Regions from separate parts of the Capra hircus genome. Here region 1 is linked to region 2. Evidence: chromatin contacts called from public Hi-C data. All regions are on one chromosome and are shown on one strand. The core of a region is the stretch at or near the end of the contact, and the rest is flanking DNA. Distances in the headings are between cores, read along the strand shown. Region 1 has its middle 28 kb from the start of TRNAG-UCC. Region 2 has its middle 18 kb from the start of GPR135.

What was found. A called contact is a pair of places that touch in the nucleus more often than the background predicts.
Region 1: a Hi-C map of blood shows a contact between it and region 2, with 4 times the contacts expected there. The contact joins two enhancer-like sites. A contact is called at or near these places in 2 of 5 Hi-C or Micro-C datasets (both in blood).

What each region holds. Positions count from the first base shown.
Region 1 is chr10:31,805,962-31,812,346 of ARS1.2, reverse strand. No RefSeq gene overlaps it. Among named protein-coding and RNA genes, the nearest start is that of TRNAG-UCC, 28 kb to the left of the region's middle. Within about 2 kb of position 3,281, at least 2 of the 5 cell types and tissues checked have an H3K27ac peak or open chromatin away from gene starts, as enhancers often do.
Region 2 is chr10:31,502,825-31,509,703 of ARS1.2, reverse strand. No RefSeq gene overlaps it. Among named protein-coding and RNA genes, the nearest start is that of GPR135, 18 kb to the right of the region's middle. Within about 2 kb of position 4,988, at least 1 of the 5 cell types and tissues checked has an H3K27ac peak or open chromatin away from gene starts, as enhancers often do.

The sequences.
Region 1 (6,385 bases), core at 2,032-4,531, 300 kb before region 2:
TGTCTGTGAAAATGATGCAGTCTGTAAATCTTTACATGGGAAAACTACTAGAGAAGTTGGCTTAAGGATGACTTGGTTCAAGATCCAATGGCCCAATAGAAAGTGTTTCTTTTGCAAGGTGGATTGTCTAATTATTCTGATAAAATTATGTTCTCTTTGTACATTCTTTTCCTGGAATGTTTAGCCAAGTGCCAAAGCCTGACAAAAAGAGCAGAGGGCTAGAAGTCATCAGTGCAGGGTTCTAGACTCAGCTTGGAACTAGCTCAGTGATCCTGATCAAGCCACCTACTTCTTTCCTTGGTCATTGTTGATTTCACCAGGCAAGAACTTGGGCTAAGGAAAAAAAGAATTATTGAACCTGTGGTAAAGATGCTTTTATATAGTGTCAAGAACTGTGAAGATTCTGAGAGTGTAGCTTACTTAAAATATAACAAGTTAGCCTGTCACGATTTTGTGGGTGCTGTTAAAAAAACAAACAAACATGATATTCCTGGATCAGAGACCAAAGGCTTTATTATTATGACCTAGCAAGCAGCAAGAGCATCAGCACGTTTGCATCAGTTTTCCTTGCTCCCAGGTTGCATAGGTCTGGCACAGATGGACACAGAAGGAAGCCTGTGCACCACTGGTTGCATTTCAGGACAGGGGTTCTGAGTTTAGGGACCCTGGGCATAGTGCAGTATTCTAAAGGACAGTTTCCACCAGAAGATGGTACTTTGCTTCTTGTGAATACCATGTCATCATGGACTACAGTTTTGTATGTTTTTCTTGTATGTCTCTAATAGATCTGAATACAAATTACTGATTTATACATTTTAATTTTATTAAAGTATAGTTAATTTACAATGTTTTGTTAATTTCAGCTGTATAGCAAAGTGATTCATTTATTTGTCTATATATTCTTTTTCATATTATTTTCGTTATAGTTTATCACAGGATATGAATATATTTGCCTCAGCTATACAGTAGGACTTTGTTGTTTATCCATTCTAAATCATTGATATTTTACTTAATGATTTCATCTGTGCTTTATAAATATAATAGATCTAATTCTAGAGCCATGAGACAAGTATTTATGTTAAATGAAGGATATAGATAGGAAATAAGAAAAAGTAAAGGTTGCAATATAGTTCAGGTTGGTATTTAAAGATGGCCCTGTGTGAAAATTGCAATATATAATCCATGTGCTTTTCCATTTCAGTATTTAAATCCTGTCTTCAAATAGTAAGCCAAACAATTCCTTTCATGCCCTCTACTGGATATTGTTGTTCAGTCACTAAGTCATCTGGCTCTTTGTGACCCCATGGACTGCAGCACACCAGCCTCTCCTGTCGTTCACTATCTCCCAGAGTTTGCTCAAACTCATGTTCATTGAGTTGGTGATGCTATCTAACCATCTCATCCTCTGCCTCCTCCCCTTTCTCCTTTTGCCTTCAATCTTTTCCAGCATCAGGGTCTTTTCCAATGAGTCAGCTCTTCGCATGAGGTGGCCAAAGTATTGGAGCTTCAGCTTCAACATCAGTCCCTCCAATGAATATTCAGGGTTGATTTCCATTAGGATAGACTGGTTGGATCTCCTTGCGGTCCAAGGGACTCTCAAGAGTCTTCTCCAGCACCACAATTTGAAAGCATCAATTCTTCAGCGCTCAGCTTTCTATTGGATTTTAGAAGTTAAACACTGATAACACTGGAAGGTAATCTAGGAATATTGAAAATAATTTGCAAATGGAAACAAAAAACTGGTGAATTTTTTAGGGAGAGAGGAAGAAAGTTAATTAACCCTCCCCTGCACAAAACTTATGTGTATGTTTATTGGCATATTTGCATTGCTCTCAGTTTTCTACAAGGTAACTTTCACCTCTGCAGAATTATGAAACAACCTAGTCAAAGGTGCATATATTTCTATAGGCAAATAATCCCCAATGGTTGCAGCCTTTCCTTGAAAAGATATTAGTCTCATATGCTTATTCTAACATCTTCAATATTTCCTTAAATGGATCAAGAAGAAGATAAATGAATAGGATCAATTTAGAAGCACTTTGTCCTTATGAATTGCCGTTGGGTTTGGATTGGAGAATCGATAAGAAAGATTAGAAAAATTAGCTATTTTCTCTTCCAGCAATATTTCAGAGTACCAGCAGAGTATTTTAGAGGTGAATCATAGAAGAAAAGATATTTTCAGTCATTCATTCAGGAAACTGAAACTTGTTTATACCAGCTATATGCCTAACTCCAATGGAAGCTTTGAGTCCACATAAGGTTCCAGGGAACTATCTCCTGGAATTTATAGTTACAGTCACAATTACTCCTGTATCAGAAAATATTTAACCCCAAGTAAGATGAGCTGTAAACACAGCTGCGGAAAATCCGAAAACACAGTGTGCTAAGTCTTGTTCACTTCTTCACCACTTTAGGCAGGATGACCACCTTTTTTTTCATGACTACTAAACTTGTCTGTGAATTTTTCATCATAGTCTTCCTTTACCCACTCCCATAATCCCTAGCCCTAATGCCAGAACATTCGTGGTCATGCTAAAGGTCTATGAGAATACCCTAGCAATATAGTAGGTCTTAAAACTGACATCACAGTGGGCCTGGAGTAAGATTTTCTTTAGTATCAAAATCATAACCTTCTCCTAGTCAAGGGCCTTATTTACAGGGCTTTAATAGTCATGTGTCTTATCTAAGATATTATTTAGACTTGATTTTAAGTTGGCAAAACTTCAAAGCAAATTAAACCTTTACTGACATAAATACAAACTATGAAGGGGCAGGAGTGCCATCAGTGGGAAAGAAATATGACACATATCTACCAGAAGGTGGCAATGTTGCTTCTCCAAACTTTTCAGATCCGAAAGGTTCCTGGCAGGACAGAAACTGCTGCTGCTGTTGTTGCTGCTAAGTCGCTTCAGTCGTGTCCGACTCTGTGCTACGCCATAGACGGCAGCCCACCAGGCTCCCCCGTCCCTGGGATTCTCCAGGCAAGAACACTGGAGTGGGTTGCCATTTCCTTCTCCAGTGCATGAAAGTGAAAAGTGAAAGTGAAGTCACTCAGTCGTATCCAACTCTCGGCGACCCCATGGACTGCAGCCTACCAGGCTCCTCCATCCACGGGATTTTCCAGGCAAGAGTACTGGAGTGGGGTGTCATTGCCTTCTCTGGGGACAGACTAGGTGTGGTTATTTCTAAACTCATTTTACATTGAATTCATAGGAATCCTTTACAGAACAGAAAGTGACTTGGCTAAGCTTCTAAGTTTGTCATCACAGTCCAAATATCTTGTTGATTAGTCACTAGGCTGTGCCTGACTCTGCGATCCCATGGACTATAGCCCACCAGGCTCCTCTGTCCATGGGATTTCCCAGGCAAGAAGACTGGAGTGGGGTGCCATGTCCTTCTCCAGGGGATCTTCACAGCTCAGGAATCAAACCCATGTCTCCTGCATTAGCAGGCAGGTTTTACAACTAAGCCACCAAAGAAGCCTGTATTCAAAATATACACAGAGGCAAAACACAAGAAGAGTATTTTGTAAGTAGCGTATGAGTCCATAGATGTATTGAACTGTTACAATGAGGACGGTTCCTTGCTGAAAGTTTCATGTGGAAGACACAGAGAAGCAAAGGACCTCAACCCTTAAAAAATTTGGAATATACTCTGGAAGAAGAACTTTATTCATAAACTGATCAGAATTTGTTTTAAAATTCTGGCCCCAATCTACCTAGATTCTCCTGGATCTTTTCTCAGAGACACTAAACATACTGCTTCCTATCTAACTGTGGGGTCTTTATCCTTAGCTTTTCATGGCCATTTTCTTCACCACATTTACTTGTTTGGCTTGAAATATCTCAAGCCCTTACACTTTTGGTGCTGGAAGGCAAAGAAAATAAGTCTTGGCATGGCCCCATCCCAGTGGAAATAAAGGGGACTTTTCTCAACACTTCTTCCCAGGCAGCCAAACAGCTCCAGACTCCAAGATCCCGGATTACGCCCAACTTGAGCCTTGCAATCCTCCCAAGGCCAACATGACATTTCCCACAGAAACCTCAGCAGCCTACCCACACTTAACAAAAGTTTGACAGCCAAGAAAAAAAAAGGGGACTTATATTGCTTATATTCCCAACTTTAACTTTTCACAATCTGCATTTCAGGATATTTACTAGCATGTTATGACCAAAAACATGCTAATTAACCAGAAGCTCCTTAGCTGGCTTAAACAGCAATGATAGTAATGAGTAGCCTTTTCTAGGTCCTTCTGTGCATCATGCGAAGGCTCTTATTTGGTTTCCATGAAATGAAAATCTAGTTTACTAGACTCTGACTCAGAAAGCTCAGTAATCTCAGTGAGCATCTCTGGCAAAATGTTGCACAACTCTAGAACTCACATAGACAGGGCAGAAGGAGCAGTTAGCTGTGTGTTAGTTTGCGCACACATGCCAAGTGGCTTCAGTCATGTCCAACTCTTTGCGACCCTATGGACTTTATGGAGCCCGCCAGTCTCCTGTGTTCACGGGATTCTCTAGGCAAGAATACTGGAGTGGGTTGCCATGCCCTCCTCTAGGGGATTTTCCCAACCCAGAGATTGAACCAGAGTCTCTTACCACTATCGGCACCTGGGAAGCCTGTGTGTTAGTTTATTTACAGGCAAAAGAAATAATACAGTCAATGTCTGTACCATCACTGAACATCTGCCGTTCCTCTGCTCTCCACCACCTCTCAAGTTTGAGATTCTTTTGCTGGTTAAAGCTCACTGCTGAGAACACAATGGCTGATGCTACACAGGGGGAAATGCCAGGTCAGCAACTGAACCGCTAAAGCCATATGTGCCTGCTCCATAAATGCCCATTTTTCATCTTTAGTGGGCTTCAAAGTTAAATAGCTAAGACAGACAATGCAAAAAAAAAAAAATATATGACCACAGCAAAACACTGCGCTGACTAAATTAAGTCTTCATACCGATCATGCATTTTTAATGGGAACGTTTATGGAAATTGTCTCCTAACGTTTAGGCAGTATTTTTTTTTTCTTCATTGGTTATTTATGATGCTTTGAGCTGGAAACATGAGCTAAGTGGGAAAGCCAGAGAATGGGATTTACTTAACAACCACAACCCTGTCCTTTCATAAATAAAAAGAAGAAAGCTGATCATCTCTTCAAGTTGCTTTGTGATAAATAAACCTAAGACAAAAAAGCTACCAGGATTCATCACATCTTTTTTTTTCTTCCCAACCTGGAATTCCCTAATACATAGTATCTGACGGGTTTCTTTTCTTTGTTACAGATTGTCTGCCATGGTGCTTAGCTTAATTGTGCCATTTTATTATTTGGAATGTGAAAGAAAACATTTTAATGAAATTGAAGAGCTTAATAATTAAATGCCTTCAGCCAGATGAAAATGGCTGACAGAGGTGGTGGGGGTGGGGTGCTAGAGATTAACATAAAATTAGGTCTTAGAGTAGAAAACAAGGGAGAACTTGAGAACCTCAAGAGTAAAACTGGCCCCCGAGCCTATTCAGTTCTTTAGTGTTGATGTCGGGCCTCTCAAATGCAGTCTTTATTTTGGAATGTGAGTGTGAGATTCCCTAGGAGATTATTAAAGTTCTGCAGTGGATGTAGCCCTGGGATTAGGCTTCTGCAAAGAGATTTGCTCCTGTAAAACTGGGTAACTGAGCCCACGTGCTGAGGCTCAAGGCTGGACCATCACGTATTTGTACAAGTCTCAAATTAAGACACGTTTCCTAAATAGCCATCCAGGCAATTCTGCTGTCTTCAGAGAAGCTGAAAACTGACCTAGGCTCTGTGTCCTAAAAGAATGCATTAATCCCCACTTCACACTGACAATAATCCCTAGAAATATTGTAAACAGACTTCAAATGCCTGGAGTAAATAGGAAATCTGGGACCCACCAGAGGGAACTTGTGAGGCAGCTTATTTGTGTTTTAGAAGGAGATCCTGTGAGCCACTCATGACCATTCCCATGTCTAAAGGAGCCTTTTCATATTCTGTTTTTAAGAAGCCGAGAGACTTTTGCAACCCATGGTAAATAAGACGTAGCAAACAGGACACAATAACTGCTTAGTTAACTGTCACAGATGATGATTCCCCTCCAGCCAGACTGTGACATGCTCCTAAATCTTCACAGGAGGTTGGTGACAAAGGTGAGCTTCACTTAGCCCAGACCTGACAGACTGTGGGTTATGCTCATCCGATCTCTACCCTTTGTTGAGCCCATGCTTAAAATAGTACCTTCCTGCCTGGGTACCTTCTGAGGTGAGACATAGAGCTAGCTGGAAGAGAGCCAGGGAAGAGAGGGTGAAGCAGTCAATGGAAATTAGAGGAGCTATCGTGCCTACTGAAATGGCTCCAAATGGGACAATTAGCTGGCCCA
Region 2 (6,879 bases), core at 3,739-6,238:
GTTGGTAATGTCTCTGCTTTTTAATATGCTGTCTAGGTTGGTCATAGCTTTTCTTCCAAGGAGCAGGCATCTTTTGATATCATGGCTGCAGTCACCATCTGCAGTGATTTCAGAGCCCCCCAAAAATAAAGTCTCTCACTCTTTCCATTGTTTCCCCATCTATTTGCCATGAACTGGCGGGACTGGATGCCATGATCTTAGTTTTGTGAATGCTGAAATTTTAAGACAACTTTTCACCCTCCACTTTCACTTTCATCAAGAGGCTCTTTAGTTCTTCTTCACTTTCTTCCATAAGGGTGGTGTCATCTGCATATCTGAGGTTATTGATCTTTCTCCTGGCAATCTTGATTCCAGCTTGTGCTTCATCCAGCCCAGCATTTCACATGATGTACTCTGCACATAAGTTAAATAAGCAAGAGGCACCCCAAAATGCATTTTAAGATAGCCAGCATGGCATCTGTGTCCATCCATGTGCTTAGTCCCTCAGTCCTGTCTGACTCTGAGACCCCATGGACTGTAGCCGGCCAGGATCCTCTGTCCATGGGGCTTCTCCAGGCAAGAATACTGGAGTGGGTTGCCATGCCCTCCTCCAGGGTATCTTTCCAACCCAGGGATCAAACCCAGTCTCCCACATTGCAGGCGGATTCTTTACCATCTGAACCACCAGGGAAGCCCAAGAATGCAAGAGTGGGTAGCCTATCCCTTCTCCAGGGGATCTTCCTGACCCAGGAATTGAACTGGGGTCTCCTTCATTACAGGCTGATCCTTTACCACCTGAGCTACCAAGAAAACCATACTGGTTGTCAAATATTTGTCTATCGCACCTACAGTTTGATCATTTAAAAGGTAAGTTGTAGATTCAAAGTTCATCAGTGTTTTTGGCTCCAAAGCAAAGAACAATCTGGACTCTATAATATAGAACTTATGACAGCACTGACCTCAAGTTTACCTCTCTTATTGACTTGAACGCTTTGGTACACAAGCACTTGATTTCTTATTTTTTTGATAGACTGTTATCCGTTTCATGCTAAATCCAACACTATGTTTAATTTCAGGTTTTGTCTGACATCTATTCCAATTACTGATATAAAACAAAATCCACTCCTGACTGACTTTTTTTACTCTACATGTTGCAGATGACACCACCCTTATGGCAGAAAGTGAAGAGGAACTAAAAAGCCTCTTGATGAAAGTGAAAGAGGAGAGTGAAAAAGTTGGCTTAAAGCTCAACATTCAGAAAACAAAGATCATGGCATCTGGTCCCATCACTTCATGGGAAATAGACAGGGAAACAGTGGAAACAGTGTCAGACTTTATTTTTTGGGGGTTCCAAAATCACTGCAGATGGTGACTGCAGCCATGAAATTAAAAGATGCTTACTCCTTGGAAGAAAAGTTATAACCAACCTAGATAGTATATTCAAAAGCAGAGACATTACTTTGCCGACTAAGGTCCGTCTAGTCAAGGCTATGGTTTTTCCTGTGGTCATGTATGGATGTGAGAGTTGGACTGTGAAGAAGGCTGAGTGCCAAAGAATTGATGCGTTTGAACTGTGGTGTTGGAGAAGACTCTTGAGAGTCCCTTGGACTGCAAGGAGATGCAACCAGTCTATTCTGAAGGAGATCAGCCCTGGGATTTCTCTGGAAGGAATGATGCTAAAGCTGAAGCTCCAGTACTTTGGCCACCTCATGCGAAGAGCTGACTCATTGGAAAAGACTCTGATGTTGGGAGAGATTGGGGGCAGGAGGAGAGGGGGACGACCGAGGATGAGATGGCTGGATGGCATCATGGATTCGATGGACGTGAGTCTGAGAGAACTCCGGGAGTTGGTGATAGACAGGGAGGCCTGGCGTGCTGCGATTCATGGGGTCGCAAAGAGTCAGACACAACTGAGCGACTGAACTGAACTGAACTGTTGCTCAGGAAAATTTTTGCGAAGAGGTTGATTAACTAGCTTAACTGGGAACAAATACATTTTTTATCAGCTCTTTTAAAATATGTAGACATGCAGGAATACAAAAACATTACATCAACTAGGAAAGCAAAAAGAAAGTTAAATTGGAAAAAAAAAATTTATGCAATGTTATGTCCTAATAGACCAGAGTAAATTCATTTCTATTTACTTAGGTTTATGAAAAAGACCCTGATGCTGGGAAAGATTAAAGGTAACAGGAGAAGGGGGTGGTAGAGGATGAGATGGTTAGATAGCATCATTGACTCAGTGGACATGAATTTGAGCAAACTCCAGCAAACAGTGGAGGACAGAGGAGTCTGTCACGGCTACAGTCCATGGGGTTGCAAAGAGTCAGACGCCACTGAGCAAAATGTACAACGTGGATAAAGCTACGGGGGATGAGAGTAATAGAGTAAAACAGAATGAGCTAAGGATTTATTAGCATCCTACTTTAAACAGATTTTGTGCTTCTCTCAACCTACACGCTCTGTAAGACAAAACAATTGTTTGTTCCCCTGCTTTCACCTGCAGTCTAACTGAGAGTGTGCACATAGTAGGTGCTCAGTAAATATTTCAGACTAATATTTTTGTTGCTCATCTGACACCCTGTAATTGCAGCCAACTTCTTTCTCTCTTTCTTTTTTCAAGAACTTGTTATCCCCTTGTCAGGCCCCTCTTCTTTCTTCCCTTTATCTTCCTTTAGCAAGAGATTTCTTCCCCCCTCCTTACCTTCTCCCTTCAAAGTATGTCACAGGAAGAAGTTTAGGAGATACTCAGAGAATTTCAGTAAAAGACAATAGAACCTTTACACATGACCACATTTGCTATTCCACCTCTCATGTTTTACATTTTTAGTCAGGAAGCCCTGAATTGACCCGACTTAAATATTTATTAATGTCTGGGAGTGGGGGATTAATGTCTGTTGTTCTCTTGTAGGTCTCACAAAGTTAAGAGAAAGAATCCACAACCGAAAAGCATTCGCATCCAGCCCTTGTCTGATTGTGCATTACTTGTAAGAGAAACTGACCAAACCCCATTCCCAGAGGCAGTCTGTATGGATAATCTGAGGTCAATCTGTCTTAGCCTTAAGACCGTAAGATTCCCTTTCCATTTCCAAAGAACTGAGAGAATTGCTTTCCTCTCAAGAGGTGGGTCTGCCTGCAAGGTAAAAGCAATAGAAGCAAGCTTTAATGCAGTCTCCTATCCTTCCTGCTGGGACGACTGGAGGGGCTCCCCAGCCACGCAGGTTTACTCCATTCTAGTCAGGCTGTGTGTGCTCAACGAGGGAAGGGGTGGAGCTCATCAGGCAGCCTGAGCATCTCCAAGGAAACCAGGTTCCTCCAGGCGCACAGGGACATGCGTGAGTCTGTCAGTCCCTGACCACCTGGCTCAGGCTGCCCTGAGACGTGGCCACGAGGATGACCCTATCATCAGAGGAGCCACGCACAGTCCTGACCCTTAGGAAGAGAGGACGGATGTTCAGGAGCTGGTTGCCTGGGCACCCAGTCATCGTTTAACAAGTTATCACAGATGTCAATTTTACTCTTCAATTTCAAATATAATATTGATGCTGAAATTCAAACTGGAAAAAAAAAAGTCAAGCTCCATCTGGCAGCAGAGAGCCTGATGAAGACGAGGGAGACATGCTAACAGAGATAAACCACAGCTTTCAGAGCTCTCAGATGAGAGAGTAGGCTCATTTCACATCATCCTCCCTCCCATACCTCATCCCTACCCACCCCCACTCCTGCTGGGGGTTCCAGTACTTCCAATTCTAGTTGTTGTTTAGCTGCCTATGTGATCCTGAATAAGTTGTTTCCTTGAATCTCAGTCTCTTCATCTGTGGAATGGGAATAGCAATATCGGGCCCACAGATATGAAATAAGCGATGTAAGCAGAGGACCCAGCAGAGGCTCTAGTAAATTCTAACTAAATCCAAAATCTCACTCTAAAGGATAAAGTCTTAGAAGACTAGAACTCCCAAATTAGAAGCCTCATTCTATTTTCCACATAAAGAAACCTGTCTCTCCGTTGCCCTGACACTTTATCAACACATGCTATGAAATGAATGATTTAATCATTTATTAAATGAATGATTTGAACATGCATAGCATTAGTCTTACTTATAAGTTCTTTTTTTCAGAGAATTAGGAGGCAAAAAATGTTGCAACACTGTATAATGTTAAACCACACATCTAGTTTTAACATCCTGTGTTGACACAGATATTAATTGTATAAATAATCATTTAGTCTGCATTTCTGATTAAATACGTCAACTAACTTTTTGGCTATTTAGAAATATTATTACCAATATTTTAAAAGATTACATCATCCAATAAGAAGTATTCACTGCTTCAGTTTTAAAGAGTGATATAATGCCACAGCCCTGTGTGCTACCAAACAGGTAATAGTGTTGCCTTATAAAGGCAAAGAATTTAGGCAAAGATTAATAAATTTTCTTACTTGACTTAGAAAGCCAAAGTTGAACCTGTGTGACAACTGCCGGAGAAAATGTAATAACCGAAGCATAAGCAAATTGTTTTAAATTTTTATAGAGTTTTAAAAAATAATTAGCACCCTTTAACCTTCTCTATCCCACACTCAGTTTCACTCTATGCCCTCAGCTTAATTTAAATTATGGGTGTAATACATTAACATAACCAGGGCTTTTCTGGTGACTCAGACAGTAAAGAATCTGCCTGCAATACAAAAGACCTGAGTTCGATCCCTGGAAGATCTGGAGAAGGGAATGGCTACTCACTCCAGTATTCTTGCCTGGAGAATTCCATGCCAGAGGATCCTGGCAGGCTACAGTCCATGGGGTTGCAAAGAGTTGGAAATAACTAACATTAACTAACACATGATCCATTTGCCTTAACTTTGCATTAACTTAAATAGCACTAAGATGCTACTGTATTTTTATGAGAACCAAATTGTGAACAAGAATGTTAAAGCACTTAAATGTACCACGTTGTGACACTTTTAAAATGGTTGATCCTTTCCCTTTTTGAGAATTGTACTTGATGATGGAGCCTCCTTGTGGGGAGTTAGTAGTACTTCAGTCATTCAAATCACAGGTAAAATGTCTTAGTTTTTTCCTCATTCACAGTGGGAGCACCTATAGTAGTGCTTGCAAGAATCTATGTATTTCTGGTGAGCCCCTGACATGCAGAGGTCAGCAGGCACTGAACGACTAACAGGGAATGGTGACCTCTGCTATCTCTCCTTTGGCTTGTCTATAGACTTTGTAGCTAAAGGTAAAGCAGAGTTAACAAGGGTTAACAGCATTTTTTTTTTTAAGTTAAACGGACTGTTAGATTCTTTGGCAAGAAAACAAGGTGACTGACAACTGTTGACTTTTAAACTGGACCACTTAGTGGGAACCCTGCCAATGCAGGAAACATGAGACATGGGTTCAGCCCCTGGGGTGGGAAGATCCCCTGAAGGAGGGCATGGCAACCCACTCCAGTATTCTTGCCTGGAGAATCCCATGGACGGAGGAGCCTAGAGGGCTACAAGTCCATAGGGTCACAAAGAGTCGGACACAACTGAAGTGACTTAGCAAACACACATGCTTTGAGGGAGAGGTTCGAGCCACCCGGATCAGCCAGCTCAACTTCGTGAACAAACATGATTAACAACTGTCAGATTCTGGTGGCTTGTGCTTTCTTCACCAGCATACAGGGAGATTTAGCTGAAGGAGGAACATTCAGGGACAAGAGTGTTATGATAAAGATTTATCCTCTACTCCTTCAGTCATGTGGAGAGGATAAACAGATAAGGATATAAAAAAATTATCTGAATCCAAGAGAGCAAATGCTAAAATAACTATGATTAAAAGGTAAGACTGACATACAGTTTAAAAAAAAAAACTGAGGAAAATTTAGTTGCACTACTCAGACACACAACTTAAAACTCCTGCTATGGTGTTATACTTTCAGGGGCTCAGGCCAGTAGCCCAGACCTCACTCAGAGGTACGGGGTAGAAAAGAAAGTACCTTCAGCTGACAGTCCCCAACACCCAAGTGTCCACTGCAGTGAAAAACAGGTGGAAAACTGGAATTAGCAAGCCAGAGTATAGCGAAAAAGGACGTGATATAGGGAGACAGAAGTCAGCACAGGGATTCGTCCATAGATCTTTGTTACAGAACTGGGGTGTAAATATGTAGAAAAAAATTGCCATGAGCCCTAGGAGAGGGTGACTATGGTAAAACTGGAGATGAATGAATGCAGATATTTGAAATCACACTAGACTGGATGATGCTGGAGCTATAGGCAAACCAGAGATGGAGAGATTTCATGGAGCACATTGGGCATTCATTTAAGACAACAGAGAGACTATAACTTGCCAATGAAAATCAGGTCCACAAATAAGAGTCATATCCTAGGACTAAGGCCACAACTAAAGAAGACTAGCTCAAACATTAAAAACCAAGTCAGAAAGGATCTAAAGGACCACTGATAATTTAAGCAAAATGTCCTTCAAAGGAAAACAAAGTTTTCATTGTTTACAATGTACTATCTCAATGTCAGACATATAATTTAAGATAACTAGACAAGGGGAAAAAAAAAGAGAGAGAAATACCAACCATAATTCAGGACATATTAAACCAAACTACACAGACTTTTGTATAGCCTAGCTGTTTGAAACAGCAGATAAGAACTTTAAAAAGCACCTATTATAAATATGATTCAGGACTTAAAAGGTGGACATAGTGAATGAATGTGTGGAGACTCTAAGAACTAAAAATTCTATTTATTGCTACAATTTATTGTTTCTATTTTAGAACTTTATATGGAGTCCTCTAGTATGTACTCTTTGATATCAGATTTTTTCTTTTGGCAAAATGTCAAGCATTCATCTATGTTATTGTGTGGCAAGTAGTTTATTAAAAAGTAAGCAGTGAAGTAGTCACATGCTTACA